2 separate regions of the Mus musculus genome follow, and region 1 is linked to region 2. A link is a contact called in public Hi-C data. All regions are on one chromosome and are shown on one strand. The core of a region is the stretch at or near the end of the contact, and the rest is flanking DNA. Distances in the headings are between cores, read along the strand shown.

Region 1 (5,493 bases), core at 1,328-3,827, 570 kb after region 2:
CTGGCTGTCCTGGAGCTTACTTTGTAAACCAGGCTGGCCTCGAACTCAGAAATCCACCTGCCTCTGCCTCCCGAGTGCTGGGAGTAAAGGCGCGTGCCACCACGCCCGGCTAGGCAATTTTCTATAGGCCTGCTTCATTGAACTTTATTATTTTTTTTATTTTAAAGATTTATTTATATTTATTTATGTATATGAGTACACTGTAGCTGTCTTCAGACACACCAGAAGAGGGCATCAGATCCCATTACGGATGATTGTGAGCCACCATGTGGGTGCTGGGATTTGAACTCAGGACCTCTGGAAGAGCAGTCAGTACTCTTAACCACTGAGCCATCTCTCCAGCCCCTTCATTGAACTTTAAAACAAACTCTTTTTAACATTTCTTTATTGATTTGTGCACAAGAGCCATGCCAGGTATGTGGAGATCAGGGAGCAACTTGCTATAACTATTTTTTTTTTTCCTTTCCATTGTGAGAGGCCTGGGGATGGAACTTGGGTTGTCAGGTTTGGCAGCAATATTCCCAGTAAACGTTGAGAAATGTAACGAGGTCTGGCAGGGTGGCTCAGCTTGTAAGGGCACTTGCTGTACAGCCTGGAACCCACATAGCAGAGAATCAACTCTTACAAATTGTCCTCGGACCAATTCTCTCTCTCTGTGTGTGTGTCTCTCTCTCTGTCTCTCTGTCTCTGTCTCTGTCTCTCTGTCTCTGTCTCTGTCTCTCTCTCTCTCTCTCTCTCTCTCTCTCACACACACACACACACACACACACACACACACACACACACACACAGTCAGTCTTTTCATAGGGGCTACAGAGGTACCACAGCAGTTGAGTGCTTGCTGCTCTTGCAGAGGACCACCATGGAGGTCAACAACTGTCTGTCTGTAACTCCAGTTCCAGGGGACCCAATATCCTCTTCTGCTTTTCTCAGGTACCACATGCATGTGGTGCGAAGACACATGTGCAGGCAAGTCACACACACAGTAAAAACAATTAAGTCTTCAGGCTACCTTCTGTCTTCCCATCTTGTATAATCAAGTCCAAACTCGTGCCACCATATCCCACTCCCTCTGGTCCCTGAATTCTCTTCCACCTCTCCCTACTCCAGGCTTCCACCGATCTTTGCCAGTGTTGGGTACTGTCCAGAGAATAACCTACAATAGCTACACTTTTGGTTTTAAATGAACTTCTTAAGTGTACAGCAAGTGAAAGTAAAAGGATAAATAGCAAGTAGTAGACTGGTAGCCCCACTCCATCAAACTGCAAGGTCACAACATCCAGCAGAGATGACTAGAGTAGCTGATGGAGAGAGCTAACAAAGAAAGCATCCATTAAGTTAGAGATTTACAAATATGAAGCAGAAATCAACTGGGGAAGTTGGGGCAGCCAGCTGGAGTTCCTTTTTAAAAATATATTTTCAGTTAAAATATAATTCCATCATTTCCCCCTCGCCCCAGGCACACCATCCTTCAAAGTCCAAACCACTTCACTGTCCTTCCCCATTCAGGGTCTTTTCCTGGAATGTGCTTCTACCAAACGTCAGCCTGCTTCTCCTTCTCACTTCCCTCAAGCCTTTCCACTCAGGACCACCTGACTTAAAGACAAGCAGGCCGGCTCCAGCTTCTTCTCTGTTCCTCTTCTTTATAGTGTTAAGTACCACGTGGCATTTTCTCGTTTGTTTGCTGTATATGTTCTGTTCTCCACACTGGACTGTAACCCGCAGGAGGGCAGGGATTTTGCTGTCACTAATGTTTTGCTGTGTTAGAAACAAACCCTGTGTCTTTCACATGCTGGGAAAGAAATTTTCCCTATTAATTAATTCATTTATTTATTCACTTTACATTCGGATCACTGCCTCTGCCCCATCCTCCCTTGAGCCCTAGTTAGACCCAGAGTGCTCCATACAGGCCAGGCAAGCATTCTACCACTGGGTTACATCCCCATCCCAGATTCTGATTTTTTTTTTTTTTTATTCCGTGTTCAATTCCTCCGAGTATTAACTTTTTCCTTCAGGGTACATTGCCAATGAACAATTATAGGAAAATTCAATCAAAAAGTGAACGAGGACCAACTCTTTGTTTTTTTTTAAAGATTATTATTATTTATGTGTTTCGTTGTGGGAGTATGCGCATATGTTTGCAGAATGTACAAGGTCAGAAAGCCCTAGATCTGGATCCCCCAGAGTTGAAGTTACAGGCTGATGAGGGCTGCCAGGTGTGGGTGCTGGGTCCTGAACTTGGGTCTTCTGAAAGAGCCTCAAGCACTTTTAACCACCGAGTCATTTCTGTAACCCCACCTTCTGTGTTTATTGAACTCTTGATCCTCCTGCCTCCACCTCTCAAGTACTGAAATTGTTGACATGCGTTTGCTGGGAGACCCATAATTTGGGGGGAAAAAAAAAAAGAAAGAAAGAAAAGAAAAGAGGAAAGGCATGTGACAAGTGAATTGGCACCAAGGCGAGGGAAGGGTGTGTCGTGGGATTCACCATCAGGTGGCGATGTCGCCGGAGGGCGCTGGGAGTCTACGGGACCGCGCCGCTCTTTCCGTGCGCTTCCGCGCCTGCGCTGGGCCAGGCGTGGGGGGGGTAGGGCGAGTCATATGACCCGCTGGGCTTCCTGGCTCCGGCCGTCGCTGCCGCCAGCCTCTGTCTGCCCGCGTCGCGCCAGGGGCCCCGCCGAAGAGCCGTTGGCGGGTTCGGGGCCGATACCCGCTCGTGGGAAAGAGTGTCCGCTGTCGTCCGCGCCCGTCCACGCTCGCAGCCGGCCGCCGCCATGCTGGCGCTCATCTCCCGCCTGCTGGACTGGTTCCGTTCGCTCTTCTGGAAGGAGGAGATGGAACTGACGCTCGTGGGGCTGCAGTACTCCGGCAAGACCACCTTCGTCAATGTCATCGCGGTGAGCAGCCCTCTGCGGGCGGCCTGGCCGGCGTCTCGCGCCTGTCACCTCCCCGAAGGCCGGGCCGGGCGATCCTGCGTGTGTGGGCCTCGGAGTTGTAGCCGGAGGGTCGGCAGCAGGAGGGTCAATTCCACGTTGCGTTTTGGTGGTGGTGGTGGGGGCTGTGCCTTTAACACGGCCTGGAAAGGGTTAATCCGAGTCTGCCACACTTGCTGCCTTTCGGGCCGTAGAGGCTGAAGGGTTAATTCCAACCTGTCACTTGTTCACCCGGACGGGTGAGCCTGGCCTTTTCCAGAACGCCTGCGAAGGGGACGCCTCTCCTAAGTCTCCACTTGGGACGATGGAGTCGCATTGTGAAAGCAGGCAACCCGTGTGGGCGCTTCTGTGAATGCCAGGGGGAGCCTCGGCGCCTCCAGTTCGCTTGGTCTTTGTCACTTGTCCATGGAGCGTCGGAGAGCAAACTGATGACCTAGCTTACTGGGGGAAGCTGTTGGAGAGACCATTCAGATCCCAGTATTTTCTAAGACAGGGAGCAAGGGCGAGGCGAGTCTCGGTTTCTCCACAGCTGATTGTGTTAAACGGGTAGATAGATGGATCTGCATTCAACATAAAGTTTGCAGGCTTTGGTCTTTAGAGAGATTTTTTTTTTTCTTCCCTCTTGCAGAAGGAATTTGTTTGGATTGGGACGTAGCTTATGGAGGCTCAGGGAAGTTGCCTAGTAAATATAATGTGAATTCGGTGGGAGAGTGGTCGTTGAGTTTTGCGTCTTTGATTGGTTGGGAAAGGAATGGGCGTGAATGTCAGTCTTTGGAGCCAAGGAGTCATTGCACAGTTTTAGGGCTGTACTTAGAGGGTTGAGCTTTACAATTGTTCTGATGAGAAGTGGCGGCAGTTCCTAGACCTTCAAGAGGATTGTTGCAATCCTCACACAGGAGACAGCTGAGCTGCCCGACTGGTTTGGCTACACACTGCCCTGGGAAAACCTAGGTAACGTGTGACTCAGTCCCTGTAGTAATAGAGCAACAGGCGTCAGAGAGAGGAGCGGAGGCTCAAATCTCTTTCGAAGATGGCTGAATATATAAGTGTAAGGAAACTTTCCCGAACTTCATGTTAGGCTCTTTCTATGTTGCCTCTACCCCGACCCCAAGAGAACAAGGCAGAACAGACTTTAGACTCTTTCATACTAGAACTTTTCTACAGGCTTCAAGCTGTTCATTTTCTGTTACCCTAGATAAGAATTGGAGTTTCCTCGGGACTCCTGTCCCTTGGGCAAGATCGAAATGGTACACGTGGGTGTGTTGGGATGGCCAGTTGTATTTGCTGCGGAGGAGTTAATGCAAGGACCTGCACCAATGAGTAGGATTTAAGAGATGTACTGCTTACTCTCATGCCTGTATTATCACTGGGCAGTGTAGCTTGATATATATAACAAGCCTGAACTTTTATGCCATGCAGTTCTGGATTTGCAATCTGGATCTTAGCAGCCTTGGGTCTGGTTGAGTCGATTTCTGTTTTCTTGTCTATGAAGTGCAGATAACAATAGAGTCCTTAGCAGAGTTGCTCTGAGGTCTAACCAGGAGGAGGAGGGAAGTGTTAACATGTAGATGGCTGTACTACCCAAAGCAGGCACAAGGAGATACGTTGAGAAAGGACTGAGCCGGGCTCATTTCCTTTGACTCTCAGGCCAGTGTTGTCTACGGTTGCAGATTTATGGCTTGTGGGAAGGAAGCACCTTCAACCCCCCTTCCTTTTGAGTTAGATTCTTTGTAACAACTATCCAATCTCAGCAGTGCTGTCGACCTCCTGCTATCAATATTACACTATTCTTTATGAATTATGGTGGTGTAGGTGAGCTGTTAAAGATCACCCAAAAAAAGAGAGGCCATGTTTAACTTACTTTAGCCATTACAGATTCTGTATATATCATAAAACTTTACACTACCCCCCCCCCATACACACATACATAATTATGGTCTGTCAATTAAAAATGTTAACGTCCAAGACTTGGTGATGCTTACCCGTAATTCCAGCATTAAGGAGGCGAGGCAGGATGATGCTTCCAAGTTTGAGGGTCTGCCTGATGTTGTACACCTACATAACAAGTACCAGACCTGGCAGGGCTACACCGTAAGGAACCCCACCCAACACACCCGGAATAAAAATAATTTCGGGAAAGAAGAAAAAAGGCTGGACTGTAAGTACTCGATGGGGGTTTAAAATGCTGAGAAAGAGGCTGACTCCTTAGACACTACCAGCTTATCTTGTTTCTCTCTTTCATCTAGTCTTTGTTCTTTTGAGACAGAGTTTCACTCTGTGGTCCTCTGACCTTGAACTCACTAGGTAGTCCCAGTTGGCAAACAAGTAGAGATCCTCCCACTAGACTCTCCCAGGTAGATGTCCCTGCATATTCCTAAACATTGGAGGACGATTTAATGAATTGACGTCAGCTAGTTTACATTGGGAAACTTAATTTCTTTTCTGTGGTCCAATCCTAATATGTTGGACTGTTCAAGAACAAAGATACTCAGTTTCTCTTATGCTTTTCAACCTGAAATGGCACCTTGTGTATTAACAGACATGAAGTGCAGAGTATTGTC
Region 2 (5,293 bases), core at 864-3,363:
AAACTACACAAAGGGCTTGTGTCTACAGTGTGGGGAGGATGAAAATGAGCTGCCGGTGCCTCTCAACTATGGCCAAGGATTCTTTTGCAAATCCACATTAGAATATCATGAAGCAACCCCCACCCGTTTTGTGGGCTGATTTGTTGAAATTGCTTGAAAGTTAGGGTCAAAGGGACTTGGAAAGTGGATCAGGTTGTTTTTATCGGGGAAAGGAAAAAACAACAGATATGAAAGGTGTGGATTCCTCTGTGGTGACAAGTTGGGGTTTTTCCCGAGGACAGACAGGCAGCTTGAAGCATCCCCACTTGCCTCCTAGATTGCCAACGGTGCCTTTTGGATATAACTTAACCTGCATGCCTTTAGCTTTCCATGTGCTATCGCTGAAATGATCTACTTAAATTACTTAGAAACAATGCCTGGGCCACAGGACGCACCCGTGTGATGCCCCTAATGGTTAGGTTGAGCACTAAATATGCAATAATTGTTACCTATTTTGCCCTCTATTGTTCTTAAAGTTTCACGAGAGGAGGCAAGGCTGTTGAATCACGTAATAGGAAAAGAGAACAGGCAAACATTAATGAGTATTGAATCCCTCTCTAGATGGCAAACCTGGGGTAAAGAGTTCAAGGTGATTTGCCTAAGGGCTTAGAGGCTGCTCCTAAAATAGGAGGGGCTCCTTTAAGGAGGTGGTGATGGAGGTCCCAATGGGCAAGTGCTTAGTATAGGTACAGGTTGGAGTTGCAAAGGAGACCAAAGTTAACCTGGCTTGTCCTGTTCTTTGGCCTTATACCTGCTGTATACAAAGAGGTTACAAACCCAGAATCAGTGACACTCAATAGCATGCTGTACAGAAAGCAGGTAGGCTGAGCTCTGTAGAACCATTTGTTTTCATTACAAGGATTACTGTTAACAGGTCTTTAGCGGTAGCAGACAGACCCCCATTTAGGATGTTATGATATATTTTGGCGCGCTCTCATATCCTGGCACAGTGCCTGGCCTGGCACCCAGATGACACCCGGGGAACGTTTGTGGAATGAATACGTGCAGTCTAGTTTGTAGGGTGGGATGGGGAAGGAGACAGTAGGATAACTTTGCCTGTGATGCAAACTCTTCTTCCCAAGACCAAAGTTCTATGCACTTTGCAGCCTGGAGCCTACACTATTTTCTGGTGTGTGGAAATCCATTTCAGCCCAGAGGCTTGGGTTGAAGACTTGCAGCACGCCTCGCCTGGACGCACTCATCTTAGTATAAGCAGTTTTCTCTGAAGCCCTTATTTTTTTGGTTTGCGGTTTATTTACTTTAGCGTTTACAGATTCCAGGAGCATAGGGGTCTTAGAAGCGGGGTCAGGACCGAGGTCGCGGTTTGTATTTCTTTCCTGCTTCGCGATCACAACATCAGCAAGTCACAACATGGTTCCTTTATTTGCTCACTCGTCAGGGTAGCGTTTCTTTTACCTCCTACCGGGCGACGAAAGACAGACCCAGCTCGAATTCAGAAAAGGGCTCTCACACGATTACCCCGCATCCTCAATAGCAGGGACCACCCCATTTCCAGACTTAGTTTTTCATGCAGACACTAGCAGGATCCAATAAAAAACTAGACCAGATTTAATAAAGACAAACTTGTTTCTTTAATCCTTGACCGCAAACACTGGCGTTTTTGTGCCTCGGATTTCTGAAATTCTTGGCTCCAGGACACAGGGCGCGCGGGGGTGGGTAAATAGCTTGTAAAAACTTCCCGAAGCAGTAATCCGAGCTCTTCCTCTCTCTCCGGACCCTAGTGACACCTGACTTTAGGAAGGGAAGATACAAGTCAAAAGAGAAGGGTTCACAGAGGTAGGGGACATACCCAGTGGGTCGGGCTTGCCAAACCTGGGGAGTCCGGTGTTCAGACACAAGTTCGCAACCCGAGCCTTCAGCCTGGGCGCCTCTTCCCCCTCCCACCCCTGGTCAGCGCGCGGGAGTCTATTTAGAACCCAGCCCCGGAGCCCAGGGGATTCTGGGACTTGTAGTCCCTCTGCGCAGCCCCAGGCGCCGGCACGACCTGGGACTCGGACTACATTGCCCAGGGAGCTTCCCGGCCTATATAAGCGGTCGGGCGCTGCTTTAAAGTGCAGTAACCATGTGGATGTTCTGCTGAAGCGTTTCCTCAAGCCTGCCGGGGTGGGAGGAGAGGAGGAGGTGGTGGTGGTGGAGGAGGTGGAGGCAGAGGGTGGAGAGAGAGAAAGCGCACGCCGAGAGGAGGTGTGGGTGTTCCGCTCCCATCCTAACGGAACGAGCTCCCTCTTCGCGGACATGGGATTGCCCAGCGGCTGCTAACCCCTCTCCTGGTCCTGATCCCCCAAACCGGCGTGGCTCCCCGGTCACCAAGGTAGCTGCTGGGGCCGGGCAGAGGGCGCGGGGAGTTGGCACTAGCTCCCGTGCGCAGAAGTTTTTGCCCTGATCACCGGGAGTTCTTGGTGGCTTTGGTGGCTTTGCATGCACTTGGCGTGTATTTTGGGGCTTCTTTCCCTGTGAACAGTTTTGGGGGGAGGTATATATTTTTTTTCAGGCTTAAGTAACCCCAAACGTCCTCGACTCTAGTGACCGGTTTCAACCTCCTTCCCCGTATTGAAATGGCATTCCCCCAAGTTGGAAACGGTTGGAGTGTCTGCAGGAAATAGTTTTTTTTCCCCCTGGGGGGGGGTATTTGAGGGGGTCATATGAGTTCGCTCAAGGAAATAATCTTTCTAAAAATGTAGCTAGCCCTGTTGCGCTGCTCAGCTGGTAGGATAATGCATGCGTGGGGGTCCCCGTGGGTTAAAAAAAAAAAAAAGGAAGAAAACCGGAGGAAGGGGGGGGGGGGCGATGAGGAAAGAAGTGTGGACGGAGCTCGTGCCCAATGAGGACGCGGGTTTCACATACTTGGCCTCCACGCGGGGAAACAAGTGCTTTGGGATCTCAACACGTCCCTTACTTCCATCCACCTTCAATCCCCATCCGGCGTGTTCGAAGTTTCTGCGTGTCTGATCTTTCTGGCCAGCTACTGACGGGAAATAAGCATGCTGGGTTTGCTTTTATTTGGGGGAAAGAGATCCCTCCGACTTAGCTGCTAAATTTGGAGGGGAGTGGGATCTGCAGGAAAAGCGGAGGCTATAAAAGTCAAAACTTGGATTTGAGAATTTCTGATAGACCCTCGCGAGATCCCCTACTCAGTCTTCTTTCTTTGTTAAATATTTAGGAGCTGATTACAAGGGACCAGGATTTGCATCCTTGGCTGGGCGTCCATTGGCTACAGAGTGCCTGACCTGGGTCAGGTGAGTGTGCGAGCCGAGTGCTGTAGTCAAAAATGGGTTTTTGTCCTAAGCATTTTCTAAGTCCTCTTGTAGCTGCCATAGAGGTAAAGTAGGGAAAAGAAAGACACCGTGGTCAAAATTGGTCATGGTCTTGGGTGAGTAAAGGTCTAGTGACAGCCACTTTTGAAGGTCGCTCAGAAGTGAAGCATGGCGGGGTGAGGGGGGTGGGGTGGGGAAGATGTCGGTAAGCGACCACAACGTGCAGTTAAAGGGACTGTAAAGTGGGTGGTCCCTTACCAGCCTGAGAGGAGCCCTCATTAGTTTAATTCCCAAAGATGCAGAACTTTTCATCTGCCAAGATCCCTAAGCAAGAGTGAGATACCCCTCCCTTTCACAAACTGTCACTTTGTTCTGTTCGGTTGTGGGCATGCCTGTACCCAGAATGGGCTGGGCTGCAAGAAATGAAAGTGACAAATTGAAAGAATGAGAACTTAAAAACGGGAAGGAAGAGCTTAAAGAATACTACAGTCGCTTCCAGGGTTTCACTGGAGCCACCTGAATGTCAAGGAACCCAGCGGGCTTCTCTTGCTTTGGGACCTGTTCCTGGATGAGGAGCTGAGGGCAGGCAGCATTTCTGTCAGTATAATGGCATATTTAAAACCATCACAGCCCGTTTCTAGAAAATAAAGCTTCTGTAGGTACAGGTGCCACTATGGTTTCAGGTTTGGCCATTGGATTTTGTTTTTGTTTTTGTTTTCCTAAAATGTCTGGGAATTGAGTAAACAACAAGTTAATAGGGGTGGGTGGTGAGCTGTGGGCAGCTGGTCCTTGGTAACTTCTTTAATGTCCTAAATATTTAGCTGTTCCCTGGGCTACAATCTTTGGGCTTTTCTAATTAGTGAATAAAAGCCAGATACTTCATTATGGTAGTAGAATGCTTTTGTTTCCTGTTGATAAGGTCCTCAGGAATACTGGCAGAGCGGGAAACATTTGGAAGGGAAGGCTAGTTCTTCTGTGGACTTAAGTCTATGTTGATTAAAGCTTGGGGTCAGCCTTCTCTTTGAAGTACATTACAGACGAGGTTAACTGGTCCACAGACTCTTCTCTATCTTTTGCCTAAAAATAATGAGGCTGTTCCATTAGGTAGTAGCAAGCCAGCTGCAGAGCTGTATCCCAGAAGACCTTAGATGTGGGTAAAGAAACCAAGATACAGAATGAAGTCACTGGGCAGCCCGGGCAGTAATGTGTACCGCTTGTGTTTAAGTTTATGGAGAACTGGGCGGGGGGTGGGGGGAGATGCTAGGAAAAATAGTAAACATATTGATCTTAATGCATTAACTTATTTATGTCTTACCAACAATGTACAAGCTATTCTTAGTTTGATGTATGAAGAAAATGATAGCGCCATTGGCAGGGATAAAAGACTGTAGGTATTTGTAGGAGGATTTGACGTTGGGCTGAATTCATTTTGGAAAGCTCTGTGTTGAAAGCTTGAATCAGGACAGTTAAGGAAAACCAGAGGAAAGCCAGTGTCTCCGTGCAGCCTTAGGCCTGGCTCATATCTGAAGTATAGCGTGGTCATTCACATCACGGCACCTGAGCAGGTTTGAAGGAGTCAGGTGTGTCTCTACGTGAATAATTGGAGAGCTTAAACCGCTTTAGTTTTACCTGTGGAATGTTGGTAGCTTGTCCTGTGGCCTCTGGCTTGCCTGGCAACTAGTTGTTGCAGTGGTTTTCTTCTCCATTCCTTTCTTTCTTTCCCCATTTCTTTCATGGATGTGTGCATTGCATGAGTATACGGGGCAAGCACAATCTGCTCTTGACTAAATCAATTCGGAACAGAAAATCTCATCAAGATTTCCTTCTAACTAAGCAAGGGAAGTTCTTTATGTTCCAAATGAATCACTCCGGCCTCTCCATCGAAGCCCGCCCAGGAAAGTCACTGAGGCATTATTACCCATGCAAAAAGGTGGCTCCTTTTGCCAGCCTCCCTTGAGGAATGGGAGGAGCAGTGGTGG

The links. A called contact is a pair of places that touch in the nucleus more often than the background predicts.
Region 1: a Hi-C map of LSK cells shows a contact between it and region 2, with 4 times the contacts expected there. The contact joins the promoter of Arl8b here to the promoter of Itpr1 in region 2. A contact is called at or near these places in 4 of 39 promoter capture datasets (cranial neural crest, embryonic stem cells, erythroid cells and 1 more), 10 of 484 Hi-C or Micro-C datasets (CD4 T cells, the G1E-ER4 cell line, LSK cells and 6 more), 8 of 115 datasets of contacts at active chromatin or transcription factors (astrocytes, bone marrow-derived macrophages, effector CD8 T cells and 5 more) and 3 of 9 other capture datasets (adipose tissue, macrophages and pancreatic islet).

What each region holds. Positions count from the first base shown.
Region 1 is chr6:108,780,482-108,785,974 of GRCm38.p6, forward strand. It overlaps Arl8b (ADP-ribosylation factor-like 8B), which reads left to right and starts at 2,578. Exons shown (of 7, transcript NM_026011.3): 1 at 2,578-2,896. The coding sequence starts at 2,774.
Region 2 is chr6:108,210,983-108,216,275 of GRCm38.p6, forward strand. It overlaps Itpr1 (inositol 1,4,5-trisphosphate receptor 1), which reads left to right and starts at 2,114. Exons shown (of 62, transcript NM_010585.5): 1 at 2,114-2,371; 2 at 3,221-3,296. Gm38872 (predicted gene, 38872) reads right to left here and starts at 1,936. Exons shown (of 3, transcript NR_167935.1): 1 at 1,873-1,936; 2 at 1,624-1,791; 3 at 1,274-1,458.